4 separate regions of the Sus scrofa genome follow, and regions 2, 3 and 4 are each linked to region 1. Evidence: chromatin contacts called from public HiChIP or PLAC-seq and promoter capture Hi-C data. All regions are on one chromosome and are shown on one strand. The core of a region is the stretch at or near the end of the contact, and the rest is flanking DNA. Distances in the headings are between cores, read along the strand shown.

Evidence for each region. Promoter capture Hi-C pulls out the DNA fragments that hold promoters and counts their contacts. HiChIP or PLAC-seq counts read pairs in DNA pulled down with a chosen protein or histone mark.
Region 2: a promoter capture Hi-C map of liver shows a contact between it and region 1, with 13 times the contacts expected there. The contact joins the promoter of TTC37 here to the promoter of RIOK2 in region 1. A contact is called at or near these places in 1 of 5 promoter capture datasets (liver) and 1 of 47 Hi-C or Micro-C datasets (skeletal muscle).
Region 3: a contact with region 1 is called in an H3K27ac HiChIP or PLAC-seq map of skeletal muscle. The contact joins the enhancer-like site here to the promoter of RIOK2 in region 1. A contact is called at or near these places in 7 of 47 Hi-C or Micro-C datasets (embryonic fibroblasts, epiblast stem cells, fetal skeletal muscle and 3 more) and 2 of 2 datasets of contacts at active chromatin or transcription factors (alveolar macrophages and skeletal muscle).
Region 4: an H3K27ac HiChIP or PLAC-seq map of alveolar macrophages shows a contact between it and region 1, with 5 times the contacts expected there. The contact joins the promoter of RGMB here to the promoter of RIOK2 in region 1. A contact is called at or near these places in 6 of 47 Hi-C or Micro-C datasets (embryonic fibroblasts, epiblast stem cells, fibroblasts and 3 more) and 2 of 2 datasets of contacts at active chromatin or transcription factors (alveolar macrophages and skeletal muscle).

What each region holds. Positions count from the first base shown.
Region 1 is chr2:103,821,730-103,825,124 of Sscrofa11.1, reverse strand. RIOK2 (serine/threonine-protein kinase RIO2) reads left to right here and starts at 1,559. Exons shown (of 16, transcript XM_021085153.1): 1 at 1,559-1,728. The coding sequence starts at 1,663. It overlaps LOC106509506 (a long non-coding RNA gene), which reads right to left and starts at 1,310. Exons shown (of 7, transcript XR_002342063.1): 1 at 793-1,310.
Region 2 is chr2:102,162,365-102,165,759 of Sscrofa11.1, reverse strand. It overlaps TTC37 (tetratricopeptide repeat protein 37), which reads left to right and starts at 1,740. Exons shown (of 43, transcript XM_021084546.1): 1 at 1,740-1,864; 2 at 2,353-2,492. ARSK (arylsulfatase K) reads right to left here and starts at 1,671. Exons shown (of 8, transcript XM_003354206.5): 1 at 1,401-1,671. The coding sequence starts at 1,538.
Region 3 is chr2:105,058,846-105,062,240 of Sscrofa11.1, reverse strand. The region is part of intron 5 of RGMB (RGM domain family member B); the gene reads right to left. Among named protein-coding and RNA genes, the nearest start is that of RGMB, 18 kb to the right of the region's middle. Within about 2 kb of position 1,605, at least 31 of the 83 cell types and tissues checked have an H3K27ac peak or open chromatin away from gene starts, as enhancers often do. A contact at or near this core is called in epiblast stem cells, fetal skeletal muscle and skeletal muscle, where this site is marked.
Region 4 is chr2:105,040,771-105,044,165 of Sscrofa11.1, reverse strand. RGMB (RGM domain family member B) reads right to left here and starts at 1,687. Exons shown (of 6, transcript XM_003480881.4): 1 at 1,286-1,687; 2 at 244-319. The coding sequence starts at 248.

The DNA.
Region 1 (3,395 bases), core at 310-2,809:
AGTGTGATTAACCTCAGGGACTATGCCAGAACCACGATAGCAATTCCAGCCAAATCCAATGAATTAGTGGTGCTTGTCTGGAGCAGAGTTGACAAGGTAAGGTTTGCCAATAGATTAAGAAAAACTGCTAAATTGTTGGATTAGGAGTAAACACCCAAATGATCCTGTTTCCACTCCCATTCTTGCTCCAAAAGTGACTCACTTGATTTCCTTAAAAACTTTTCATTTCTCATGCCTTATGTGAATTACAGAAAGAAAAATTCCATTTCAATGAAGGGTTCTATTCATTGGTCATGGTTAATCAAAGGTTTACTGCATTCAGGTTAAAAAAGCAAAGGTTGTACTCAGAGGATAGAGGGTAGTTCTTTCTGTATTTTATGATTTAACAATATTAACTATTCTGACTGGAAGACTGAACAGATACAACTGCCTGTCTTAGAAGAATTCCAGTGCATGTTTTATGAAAGGGCTTGGACCCAACAACATACTCAGTAGGGCCTTGGAAAAGAAAAGTGCATGGGTCAGTGAAAAACAGGGGAAGGGGAAAGAAGGAACTCTGTAAACACTAATTTCCAAAGTTTAAGTAAAGTTTTGAGACTAGACCCTGAGAGACGCTAAATGGCAGTGATTGGAAATGCGGTCAAGCCTTAAGTGGCCCACAATCATCTTCGACCATATGCAGCACCCACACCTCTGGTGATAGGCAAACCAAAATAATTGTCTTTTAAAGGTTTAAAATATAGTTCGTGAAACGCGATATAAATGCAAATATTATTATACAAGTTTTGTTACCCTTGTTGTCGTAGGGAAAGTAGAGTACGCACTCTGTCGGGTGCAAGCTGTTTACTGTTCCGTTGCGCTTACATTTTTGTTGACGTAGGAACGAGTGCCAGGGCTGGTAAAACCCTTAAATGGGGACCTCAATAGCAAATCCGCGTAGGCCCGCTCCGAACCATCAAAATGCACACTTTTTCTGGAAAAGCGCGGGAGAAGCGCAGAGCACACAAGGGCCCCACCCAGCACTCCAGGACCCACCCCCAGCAAGCGCAGGCGCACTCGGTGTCTTAAGGACCAACTTGGACCACGTTCTGAGCTGATGTCGGAGCGTTCTCTAACCACGCGGGCCCCAGTCCTGGGCATGCGCAGTTAGACAAAGGTCTGCTCGTGTGGTTACTATTTTTATCTGACAGACCTGATTGTCAGGAGCCCAGCTCAGGTTCTTTTCCCCCCCTCTCTTAATGAAACTCATTTGACTAAAGCAGAAGTTGCTGTTAGGAGATAAAACCTGCTCCTCCCATTAAACCACTTCTCTGCTCTAAGCGGCGGATCGCGCACTTAAGGCAGTCGGTCCTGACAGATAAGGAAAACAAATGTCACTTAGTGGAGAGCACTTACAGTCGGAAGACTTAGTCCCATGACTAAACCACTTTACAAAAAAAATCCTCTAATTTTTTCCATACTATAAGCTTCATAAAGCCCAGAAGTAGTTCTATTGCTGCATGTCAGTGAGAATGGTACTTTTTAGTAACGAGGACCTGCTGCATAAGCAGCGCATGCGCGAGTCACCCGGCAGCTGTGTGGTGGCTGAGAAGCCTGAGTACCCGATTACTTTGCGTTCTCCGCTGGTTGTCCACAGGCTTCTGGCCTGGGTTTGGGGCCGTTATGGGGAAGGTGAATGTGGCCAAGTTGCGTTATATGAGCCGGGATGACTTCAGGGTCCTGACCGCGGTAAGAAGTTCGCCGTTTTCCTGTCTCCAACGTCCTTTTCCACCGCGTGTGCTCTTCCTCTTCTCCGAGTTTGCTGGGAGCTGTGCGCGCTTTAGGCCCTGGAAGGCGACGGAGGTTGGGAATGGGGAAAAGAAAACCACCGAGACGGAATTTTCAAAATCCTTCGCTCAGAATTTTTTCTCTTCCCCCAAGTAGAGCAGAGGCCCCTTTTTAAATTATTTCTTTCCTTTCTGCCCCACTTTTCCAGAGCCACACTCGAATCTCCGTGGCCTGGGCATCTCTGACCCAGGGCTTCTGACCAGCTGAGAAGGGTTTAAGGCTCTTGAAAAGAATTGACAGCACTGAGTTCTCTACTCACAGGCTCAGTCACATAGTGTTACCTCAGTTTCAATCAATTAACATACTCGTCGGGTTCTTAGTAATAGTTTTAGGGAATTCAACAAGGCAAGGGGAGCATATAATCAAGTAAACGAATAAACAGATAATATCAGATAACACGGGCTATAAGATGATAAAAAGGGTAAAGGAATAGAAACTCTGAGTGGTGGGGCCGGGACCAATGAATATTGTATTTAAATTGCTTAGTCAGAGAAAACTGTCTGAGTTCAAGAATCTTATTTTTTGACTGTTGTATCCAAAGTTTTAAGGCCTTTCTAAAAATTTCCCAGTTCTTGGTAGCTACAGAATAAATATTTGCTAAGTAAAGGAAAGGATGGGGGGTTAGGCCTGATAGCCGAATGAATGAAAAGGAGGCAGCCCAGGGAAGTCCTTGGAAAGAATTGAAGGCAGAGGAAACTCTAGTGGCAAGTTCAAAGATCCTGAGGCAAGAATGGTTTTTGAGAACGGAAAGGCCATAGTGAACAAGAAGCAGAATAGGTGGAAGTTAACCCGAAAAGATGAGAACTAGATCATGTGCTATAAATATATACCCATGCAGGCCTGGTAAAGAATTTGGACCATAGTCTTAAATGTAAGGGAGCCACTTATGTGTTTTGTTTGTTTTTGTTTTTAATGGCCCCAGGCCTATGGAAGCTCCCGGGCCAGGGGATTGAATCCAGCCACAGCTACTGCTACCCCACATCCTTTAATCTTTTGTGCCAGGCCAGGGAAAAAAACCCTCAGCTCCATAGCCACCCTAGCTGCTGCAGTCAGAATCTTAACCCACTGTGCCACCGAGGGAACTACAAGGGAATCACTGAAGTTTTAAGCAGGGAAGTAATACAAACTGACTTTATGGTCTTGGTCTTATAGTACAAAGATCAACACATAGATTAGGGATTTTCAGGGTAAATCACATTTATGTAGGAACTATTAGCTTTTGCTTAAGTAGGCCATTTTTAAGGATTAAACTATAAGGTGTAAATTCAGTATAAATTTGGAAGGCATTTTTTTCCCCCTTCCCATAGATTTTGAGTTTTGTCTACCTAGTTTCACATCTGAAAGATATCTTCCTTCTCTGATTCCTCAACACATTCCCTCATTCCTTAATGACTCTGACAGAAAGTAGGGAAATTAAGAAACTCTTAGAGTCTGGAAGGGAACAGAGAATGGAAGAAGGTTAAAGTGTGAAGTTTTAGTTGGAACATCAAAATGCTGCTACATTTATCTTCCAAAGCTTTATTTCTGCAATACTTAAGTTCTTCTGAAGCTCACTAAGGAATGACCGA
Region 2 (3,395 bases), core at 491-2,990, 1.7 Mb after region 1:
TAGTGTGATACTTCGATCTATTTGAAGATAGTAAATATGTTAAAGGGCTTCCCGGAAAGTTTCTTTAGGGGGATAAAGGACTGATTGAGACAATGTTTATTGATTTATTATGTGCCAGGCACCGTGAAAGATCTAGAGATATGACGGTGAATAAAAACAGAGTCCCTGTCCTCATGAAGCTTACAGTCTAGTGGGGAAGGCAAAAAACATACTCATAAATAAACCAAGAATAATTACAAATTATTGTGATAGGTGTTTTGAAAAAAACCTAAGATACAGAATAAGAAGGGAGACCTACTTTCATAGAGTGAACTGGGGAGGCTTCTTTAGGAAGTGAGACCTAAAGAATGATAAAGATCAGCCATTCAAAATAATTTAAGGGGCATGTAAAGTGTTCTGCAAGACATACATGGGGATAACAATTAGGCAGCTAGATAAATGAGCCTGGATATTAGAAGAGATGTTTGGGTTGGAGATAATGCATAGTGGAATGGAATTGGGAATTAAAGAATTCTTCTTGGAAGGAGCAAAAAAAAAAAAGTCTTTCTTTTTTCTAAGTATCATTGACATTATAATTTTAGACATACGAGCATTGTGTTTCAGCAAGAAAGGATGAAACTGAGGTAATTGTTCATCTTTTGATAAACCTCTTTTAATACAAATATGGGGCTTTCAGAAATATCCCTTTAAAGTTTCTTATCAAAGGAATATTGATAGACTATAAAAGACTGGAGTCCTTTTTTCTTTTTTAAGCTGTGTGTTCCAACTTTGCCTTTAAAGATAAGAAAATTAGACTTTCTATTTCCCCTCCCCCAAAATGTGTCTTTTTGATTATCACATCTTGGTGGTGTGAATTGGTGTCTGATTGTGGTTTTGACTTGCATTTCCCTAATGATTTTATATGTTGATCCTATATCCTATAGCTTTGCTAGACTTATTGGTTCTAAAAGTTTGGTGTGGATTCCCTAGGATTTTCTTTGTACAAGATCGTTACCTATAAATAGAAAACTTCATACTTTATGACGTTGATCACTGACTGGAAAGCTAACAGGCTTTTATGATGATGCAGAAAGTTATTTTCCCCCACAACTGAATCAAGCGGGTGTATGGATGGAAAGTTTACTAGTGGTAAGATAATTTAGTGGGTCGTAGCCAGCAATTAAAACTTTTTTTGTAAAGATGCTAATCGGAGTGCGTTTTATTTACTGTGTTATATGCATATTTATGTGGTGCACGTACTTTGTGTACGGGGCCTCAAAACGTTTCTTACTTTGCATCGGGGTATAAAGCTTGTTTGAAAGTCTCAGATTCTGCTCCCCAAAGCCTGCAGCACAGGAAGGGCTGTGGGCCGGTGGAGGGAGTGTAGCGTGGCACCCCCTCCCCTGCCTCTCGGTACTTACGAAGGAGTCGCTCACGACTAGCACCACGTTAGGCGCATCTGGCCAAGCCTGAACTGCTCCCTGCCTCAGCCCACCTGCCCCAGGAACTGGTGCTGCCAGGGCCGAGGTGGCAACCACCGACACCCACAGCAGCAGCATTTCAGCGCGCTGTTCTGAGAGCGGGGCCGCTGGGTCCGCCCCTGCCTCTGGGAACTCGCTTGGGTGAGGACGAGGGCGGGGATCCCATAGAGCGCAGTTCGGCTTCCTCCAAGCTTCATTGGCAGAACTACAACTCCCATCAGGCTTGGAATGAGCACATGCGCAAAGTAGGTGTTCCCTTATTCCCCCCCAACTCACGTTAAGACCTTTTAATCAAACACTGAGCGAACCGAAATCCAGCTACTTCCAGTCACATGAGCCATGCCTGGGAAGTGCGCCTGCGCTCTGGCTCCACACAGAGCTTCTGTAGGAGAATCATTGCCCAGGTGGGTTTTGGTTGATCTAGCTTTCTGCAGAGTTGGCTACTGTAGGCAATTGAAATGATACCTACAGAGAGAAAGGGACAGGTGCCGAGGCTGCTCTTTTTGCGCGGAGCAATCATGACAGAGTGTTAGGTGAGACCGTGAACGGGGCGATGATGAGGTGGCGGTCACTTAAATTGGATTGGGTGGTTCTTTGTGGGGCCTCTGTCTGGACCGCCTAAGCTACCATATGGCCACTCTGTGGTCCCCTCGAATACCTTCCTCTCAAGCATATTTATAGATTGCCTCATCCTATTTCCCGCTTTGCTCGTACGGTAAGGATTTATTATGCTCCGTTGAAGTGAGGAGCGGGGCCTAGTAAGAAAAGTTTCGGCTCTAGGTGGGGATAAGCTTGGGTGCGCCTTGCCTTCAGAGTGCAAAGGAGGGAAGCTGAACGGGTTTTCGGGGGAAGAAATGTTGGGCTATGTGACGTGTTCGATTAACTGACGTAGGTTCAGAATTCCATTGTTTTGCTGCCGTGGTTTTGAAGAAATCACTGGTCCTTTTGACTCTTGGACTTCTTTGGAGAAATCTGGAAGAAGCAAATTTATGTCCCAGAGCCAAATTCCTGATTTCATTATTACAGTTTCAGGTATGTAATTAGTGTGTCCTGTTTGTCGTTTTAATGTTTTGACAAGAAAAGGAGGAATCGTAGTGTTTATTTACATAAAGTCAACTTTTAATGCTAATATCTGACTTTTTTGCGTAAAATAATTGGAAAAAGGGACAGAAGTTATTTAATACTCACATGACACTTATTATGTGCTGATCATTATACCGAGCATTTATTGAGTACTTAATGTGTGCATGGTACTTGTACATGGAATATTTTGTGTAATCCTCATTTTCACCATTTTTTTTTTTTCAGATAGGAAAACTGAGACTTGGACAGGTTAAATGACTTGTCCAAGGTTACACGGGGAGCCATTCTGAGTAGGAGTTGAATTTGAGTAGTCCATGCCCTAACTTATTGCAGTGGTCTGTCTCTGATTGCAAAATGTCATGGCATTCTAGAGAACTTACTCTCTGTTAGCCAAGTAGCCTTGTTAATAAAGCAGATCTGTGGGAGCATACAAGTATATGTAAAAGGAACTCACATTCTAGGGGAAAAAAGTGAAGTAATAATACAGCCTGAAAGGTAATACGCATAGGCTCTTTCATGAACAGGATGTTTCAAATATCTGTTTTGAGTTAATTTGGACTCTAAAACACATTTTCCCATAGAGACAGTGTTGACTGACATTTAGATTCATAAAAAATATATTTAATTTTAGCTATGGTGTAGTATTGATTTTGTAAATTGTTTACTCTCTGACCTTGTTTTCACAGGCTGTGTATTCTGAATTCCTGGTCAGGATGACAGAGACACATCTTTTTGCTCCTCTCTCTCCCCTCGGCAGTGTCAGTGGGAGCACATGCTCAGTGGGTTGGAGCAAGGTGGTATTTTAGGGCCCCAGACATATTGTGTTGCAAGATCTAAGAGACTTCTAGCTAG
Region 3 (3,395 bases), core at 356-2,855, 1.2 Mb before region 1:
TTTTATTTCATATAACTGACTGATATGTCTGTCTACTTCCTCAAATCCTCTGGGTGCAATTACAGCTTGAAATAACAGGCGGCTGTGGGAGAGTTAAGAGAATGCCGTGCCCATGGCCCCTTTGCTCTTACACAGCTCAGTGGCCTACAGCCTCTGTGCTCAGTCCTCGAGACTGAGCAAAAAAGAAACCATTCCAGCAGGAACATGTGCTTCAAATAAAAAAAATACACATGTTGTATTTCCAGCTCTAAAACACCTAATCTTAACTTAAGAGGGTCAATTTTTCTAAACGTTGAGAAGTCTGAGCCTGGGAAGCTCTGAAGCATGGGAAGGAAGGAAGCGGAGGTCCTTGAAGACAACTACCTGCCTTCCAGAGTTTTCCCTGCACCCCCTCACCCCACCTGCTCCCCCCAGGGAAACCAGGATTGTATGTTTCCTGCACAAGGAGACCTCTGGATTGCTCTCCCTTTTGTGGAGCAGGAAACAAAAGAATACTCGTCTAGAGTAATTTTCTGTTTGAACGATTTCATGCAAAAACTTGGCGAGTACCACATTTAAGGAAAAAATGTGGGACAGGTTAATAACTGATGCCATTGATAATTTTCCTAAAACACTAAGAAAAAAAATTGACAGGAAGGTGTGAACTCAATGAACTGAATGTAATTTTACAATCACTACTCAGCCTACATATCAGCTGTCTCCCTACAGGAAGTCTGAACTTAATACTACAAAATACTTTCCTACAAAACTGTTTCCTTAAATAATTTCATTGGACTAGGACAAGACACTACCAGAAAGAGAGTAATCCGTGTGTTTAAGAGGAGGGTGGCAGGTTGAAAATCTTACTCCAGACTTCTTTTAGGGCTTGAAGGCGACTATAAAAATCTACTAAAGAGATTATTGAAATAGGTTTCTCTACCCTCATGAGTTTCTTTACACAGAGCTCTGTTCTAGGAGCACGGACAAGATTCCAGAGAAATGGAATGGATCAGACTTACTTATTCCTCAGTGTTGCCCTAGGTAATACATGCAGGAACAAGGGCTGCCTTGGCTGCTGGAGGGGTTCTTGGCAGCAGGTGGAGAAAGAAAAAACCAAACTAGAGGGGAAAGACACCCACAGCTGAGGCTGCTAGGGTGGTCCAGGGGAGAAGCATGGGGCTCAGCGGCTGGAAAGAGCATGTGAGAGAAGAAGGAAAGCAGGCCCAGGGATGACACCTAAAAGGGACTGGCAAAAAAATGTCGACTTCCAAAGGGCAATCTCTGTACACTTCAAATAAGGAGGGCTGGAAGCATAAATAGGCTCAGAAACAGGGAAATCGGCCAGCTTCCCTGTACAGACCAGAGCTACGACGACACTGGGCTGAGTTGGGGGAGGAAAGGCCTTTGGTCCTCACAGTCTTTGCCCTCAGAGAACTCCAAAGGGAAATTCCTGTCGGTTTGTTGTGTTTAGACTTTGCATTATGAGGAGGCCAGCAAATGTAGGAACTCTCTATGCTTCTACATGTCACGTTAAGCATGTATGGACAGTATTACAGGCCTAGGCTGCCACTGTGCTTTAGACCAGAGGCTAAAAATACTCTGAAAGGTGAGAGCCAGGGCTGGAGGCAGTAACTCTAGGGCAGGAATCTGCCCTAGCAGGTCCTGCTTTCAGGGATCTTCCTGAAATAGCGAGGAGGTGGGGGGGTGGGGGGTGGGCGCAGCGCCACAGATTCTCAGGCTCTAGCGGGACCTCTGGCAAAGGCTCTGGGCCTAGGTTCAGCGCAGCTGTTTCCCAAACCAATGGGGATTAGGAACTCAGAGCCTCTTTGATCATTTTTCAGTTTGGGGTGGTGGTTTGAAAAGCAAAAGGGCTTGAAGGTCTTCACCATACACTCACCCTCTGTTACTTTTAAGTCAAGTTCCCAGGACTATTAAAAAAAAAAAAAAAAAAAAAAAAGGAAAGCCCACTCAGGAACGAGGCAGTTAGAGACAGTGACCATATATTCCAAGAGGCCAGTTAACCAGAAATCTACGAAACAATGTCCTTCTGTCTTCACTTTCCTGAGACAGGGCGAGGGGAAGACACAGACATCACATAAACACACAAGTGCGTGCGTATGTTTGTACTCACACACACATTTAAATGGAAATTATACCCTGACCCCCAATCTCAGGAGCATATGCAGAGCAGATGAGAGGTTAGTGTTTAAAATGCTATCACATCAATTCTATCTCCAGTGTACAGACTTTGTTTCAACACTGAAAGAACCCCAGCAGAAATAGGCTCTAACCCCTAAAATAACCAGCTAACTGGGACGTACAGAACTCCTCTCTCCACAGACTCAATTTCATCTGAAGTTCCTTCTAAACTCAGCAGCATTGTTTTCACTGCAAGGGTGTTCTTTAAATTTTGTATCTTAGTTGTGTGTTGCTATCCTTGTTAGTTATCACTTACTGACAAGTTGAGCAGTTTAAGCTGTCCTAAAGTTACCCCACCCACAAAATTCAGAACAGTGGAAGAGCAAGTTCTACTGCAGTCAAAACAAACAAAGACAAAATGGGTAAGGTAGCCTTTTTCATTGTTCAACACCATAGGTAACTCTTTTTACACGCCACCACACATTCCACACAGGTAGAAACTGTTTGCTTTGCATTAATTGAAGCCAACAAAACAAAGGACCAACCACCCAATGTTTCCTTCGTGCCCCTTCCTCTCAAAATGTTGACTCAAAGAAAATTTAACAGGGCAGAGAGAGACATTTGGAAATGTGACAGGAAAACAAGTTCTAACTCTCAGCTGTGTATCTGACTTGGCCTCCTGCCTCTGGTTTAAACTAAGGAGGAGTGTGGATTTGCTTTAAAGTAGCAGAGGCCCACAGCACCCACATGGAATCCTGCCTGGCAGGTGTGGGTTAATTTCATTTACAAATGGGGGATTTTGAAGGTCCCCTTCATCCTTCCAAACCACATGTGGGTCAGAGAGAGTGGCACAGTCAGAGAGATGCAAAATATAAAACGCAGAAAATATCCAGACATGTATAAAATACATTTATACATTTTTAGATGGTCTCCACTAATATCTTCCACATTTCCTCATTCCAGAGACTAGAAGGATGGCAAAAGACTTATTATCCAGAGTATTCAAATGTCTATGGACAATATAAAGGTGTACCTTGTTTGGGAAGTACAGCATCAATAACCAAGGTAGGCCCATTTCTATCTCATAAAATGATCTTTCACACTTACAGATATATCGTAGAACTAATAATTTCTCCTCCTTTTTCTGCTTTCTCTGCCCACATATACTTAGAAATCCTTTTACCTTCAAGCAATATGCTGAAACTATATAAAGCAAAGTTGAACTGTTCCTAGGCCTAAGACCTTGTAATCCAGGACAAACAAGAGCTATGCAGGAA
Region 4 (3,395 bases), core at 438-2,937, 1.2 Mb before region 1:
TGATATCTTAGTTGAATTCCTGTTAATATACAGAATCTCCATTTCCAGAAATCTAACACGTCGGTCTCTTAACAGATCACCGGGGTCAGAGGAGCCAAGAATCGCACCCGGGATTGAGATTTGTGCAACCCATTCTAGAGTAAAGTCTCCCTCGCTGCTCCCCAGCCCACCGTACGCAAAGCAGGGGCTGAAGTAGCTCGAGTCCGACAGCCCAGCAGCAAGCAGCTAGTGGATTGTACTTACATCATTCTTAACCCTTCCGCTCCTGGAGAGGACTTGGCAGTATCGAGGGGTGTCTGAGTTCCGTAACGCGCAGGACCTGGGTGTGAGAGAAGAGTCCCAGAGCTGGGGGTGAGCGCTGAGCCCCCAGAAAGAGAGGGCCCGGAGTGAGCGTAGAGCTCATCGCCCGAGCGTACACAACGGGCCCCAGTTATCCCTGCAGGCTTCTCTGTGGCTCGCACCGCTCAAAACGGCAGGTGCAAAAAGCATTTGGGAGTCGCTTGCCAGCGCGCGGAGGTAATGCGCTTCCTGTCCATTTATCTCAGGAAACCAGCGCAGCCTTCCCTTCCAAACAAAATTAACCTCTCATTAGCCAGCCACTCACTCCCGAGAAGGCCCTAAAAGCTTTACCAGCTCGCTAATGTATTTAGGCTTTTCTTCCAGGCAAACGCAGCCGGTGCCGCGACTGCTATCAGCCCCGGGGGTTCCTCTGGGTTCCCCTGGGAGCCGACTGCTTACTCGCCCCGGCCTCAAGTCGGGGAAACTCTGGCCAACCCAAATCCTAGTTTGTAGTAAAGGGCAGACCTGACACCTCTGAACCGACTTCATACCAGAAACAACTAAAACAAGTTTCCAGTAATTTCACGATCGCCCCTCATATCAAATCCTCAACTCCACTATCCTCAAGGAACCGGGAAGGGTATCCGGGAAGAATTTCAATAGCCAGCTGTCTCTGGGCGGTGGGCGTTAACTCTCCTTTGGAGCGCGAGCCCTGTTTGCAACCGGTGCTGGAAGCACTGATCAGGGGCATGGGGATAGTGATAGCTGGGATCTAGATGATTCTAAGAGTGGAGAATCAAATGTGGTTCTAGGTCTGCAAGTGGCAAGGAGGGGCCTTTTGCAGAGTTGGGATTTTCACACCCTGGCCCCCCGCCGCCCTGAGACTGGCAGATTTATACCACACAGGTGGACCGAGACCTAAACAAAATAGTCCCGGCCGCTGCCTGCTGCTCGCCCCCCACGTCCCCCTGGCCCACCGCAAACTTCAACAAAATAAACAACTCACCACAGGCATTCCCTTGTCTGCAGCGCGACGCTTGCCAGCTGGGAAAATAAGCCGCAAGCCACGCGGCCGGGGCGCTGAGGGAGGCAGCACGGCGCCCGCCTCTCTCCCCCAGGTGGGGGCAGCGGTAACCAGGGCAGAAGGGAGGCTCCGCCTCGGGGGCTGCTCTCCCGATTCTGCAACTGCTGAGAGAGCGCGGGGCGAGGGGCTGTGCCCTTCCAGCTGCCGGGATGTCTCTGTCGCCTAGGGGAGGGGGCGGGAGGCAAATCCCTCAATTCCGTCTTTCTCCAATCTGCTTTCTCTTCTCCCCGATTCCGAAGACCAAACCTAAGAACCTCTACCCCACCCCTCCAGCGTCACACCTCCCCCTGCCGGCACAACCCGGATCTTTCTGGCACCGCTGCAGAGTGGCGGGTAGCGGCGACCCAAAACCCCAGACTCCAGGTCCCGCTGGGCTTGCGCCTCTCTCATTCCCACCCCTCTAAGGCCTGCACAAAGAGGTCTTTCGCGTTGCCACCACCACCCTTTGCGCCGCTCTCCAGGCCGGCCGTGTTTACCCACCCGAGGCACCAATCTATTCCTCGTTGGTCACTATTCCTCGGTCAGGGCGGCAGCGAACGCGTGCAGGTTGTTCTGCTCTGCGCCTCGGAACAGGCACAAATGTGGTCCCTTGCCTCTCCTTCCACCACTTGCTCTAGCTCTCCACCGACGGCCACAAAATCACCCTTTCCTTTCCATAAGTGCTCCTTGAGGGTCTTCCGAGTATAGTTAAATGGGGGTGGGGGTGGGGGTGGTAAGGGGCTGCAATAGTCCTCTGGACATTCGCCGAAATAAGGAATCCAGCGACTTTTCCTGTCCATCTAAATGTGGCTTGAATTTACAGTTTAAGAAAACCCAGGATAACGATTTGGGAAATAGGAGGGGAGACAGGATTGAGGGAGACAGGACTGAGAGATACATCTAAGACACAGGTGAGCAAGTGTGGTATAAAAGAACAAGCCCACGCGACGTTCAAGGAAAGACGATCACTCGAATAAGAGTAGAAGGCGTGGAGGGCGAAAGAGAAGGGATTAGCTGATCTTCCAAAATGGAAAATAAGCATTCCAGGTATTCAGCGGTAGCTACTGTTCTATGCATTTAATGCCTGGTACGAGCAGGCTGCTTCTCTCTGTCTAGGCAGATAAATATTCAAGCGTCTTGACCTAGGTATTGAACTTTTCGCCTTAGAAGTTTCTCCGACCCTCTCCAGCTTTTCTTCACCATCTGCTGCCCCCACCCTTTATAGTTTCTCGATGTAAACGCTAGAGGCAGCATAGGGCAGCGTAAAGAGGGCGGAGTGGGAATCCAGCGAGGAGAGTCTAGTTCTGACTTTCTGGATAGGAGTCTTAAGCAACTGCTGTCTTTGACTTGGGGTCGCTACCAAAAAGGGTGTGTTAGGGCCAATGGCCTAATTCCTTATGGTTCTGAAATCCCATGACAAGAGATACCTCCTCACATCCTCTCTATAGGTTATCCTTTTCCCTTTTTAAGTATTTCCCCACCTTGTTTTATCTTCTCCAAACGGCAATCAAATTGAAAAAAAAAAAATACTAGTGATGTTTTGAGGTAAACATAAGATACATTGAAAAATGCTCTTTTTGCTACTTAGAATTTTAAAAATGATAAACCTCAGCTCCGGTGCACAGAAGCAAGGAATTTTAATGTCCCCACTTGCTTGCCTTTGAAAAGCCACTCCAGCAATCAGCAGAGCAGAGCTTTGATTTAGAATCTAAAGGCAAATCTCCTGTGTTTTTCTTTTCCTTTCCACCAACACAAAGAAAAGCTGCCACATAAAATAATGATGAACAAGAGTTCAAAGCAAGCTAGCCCAGAGGACTTTTCTAATACAGCCCCAGTCCTTCACCACTGCCCTGCAAAAACTGGCTTTACTCACACGTAACTAGTAGGCACAAGCTGCCAGAATCCCCTTTCCACCAGCCTCTTCATATAACTATTGGTCAGTGGAACCTGTATGCTCTCTTGTCAGTCATCATGTAAATGCATTAATCAAATCAATACATTAAATTTTTCCTTAGCCTGATGATACTTTCCAGAATTTTCAATTCACTACTCA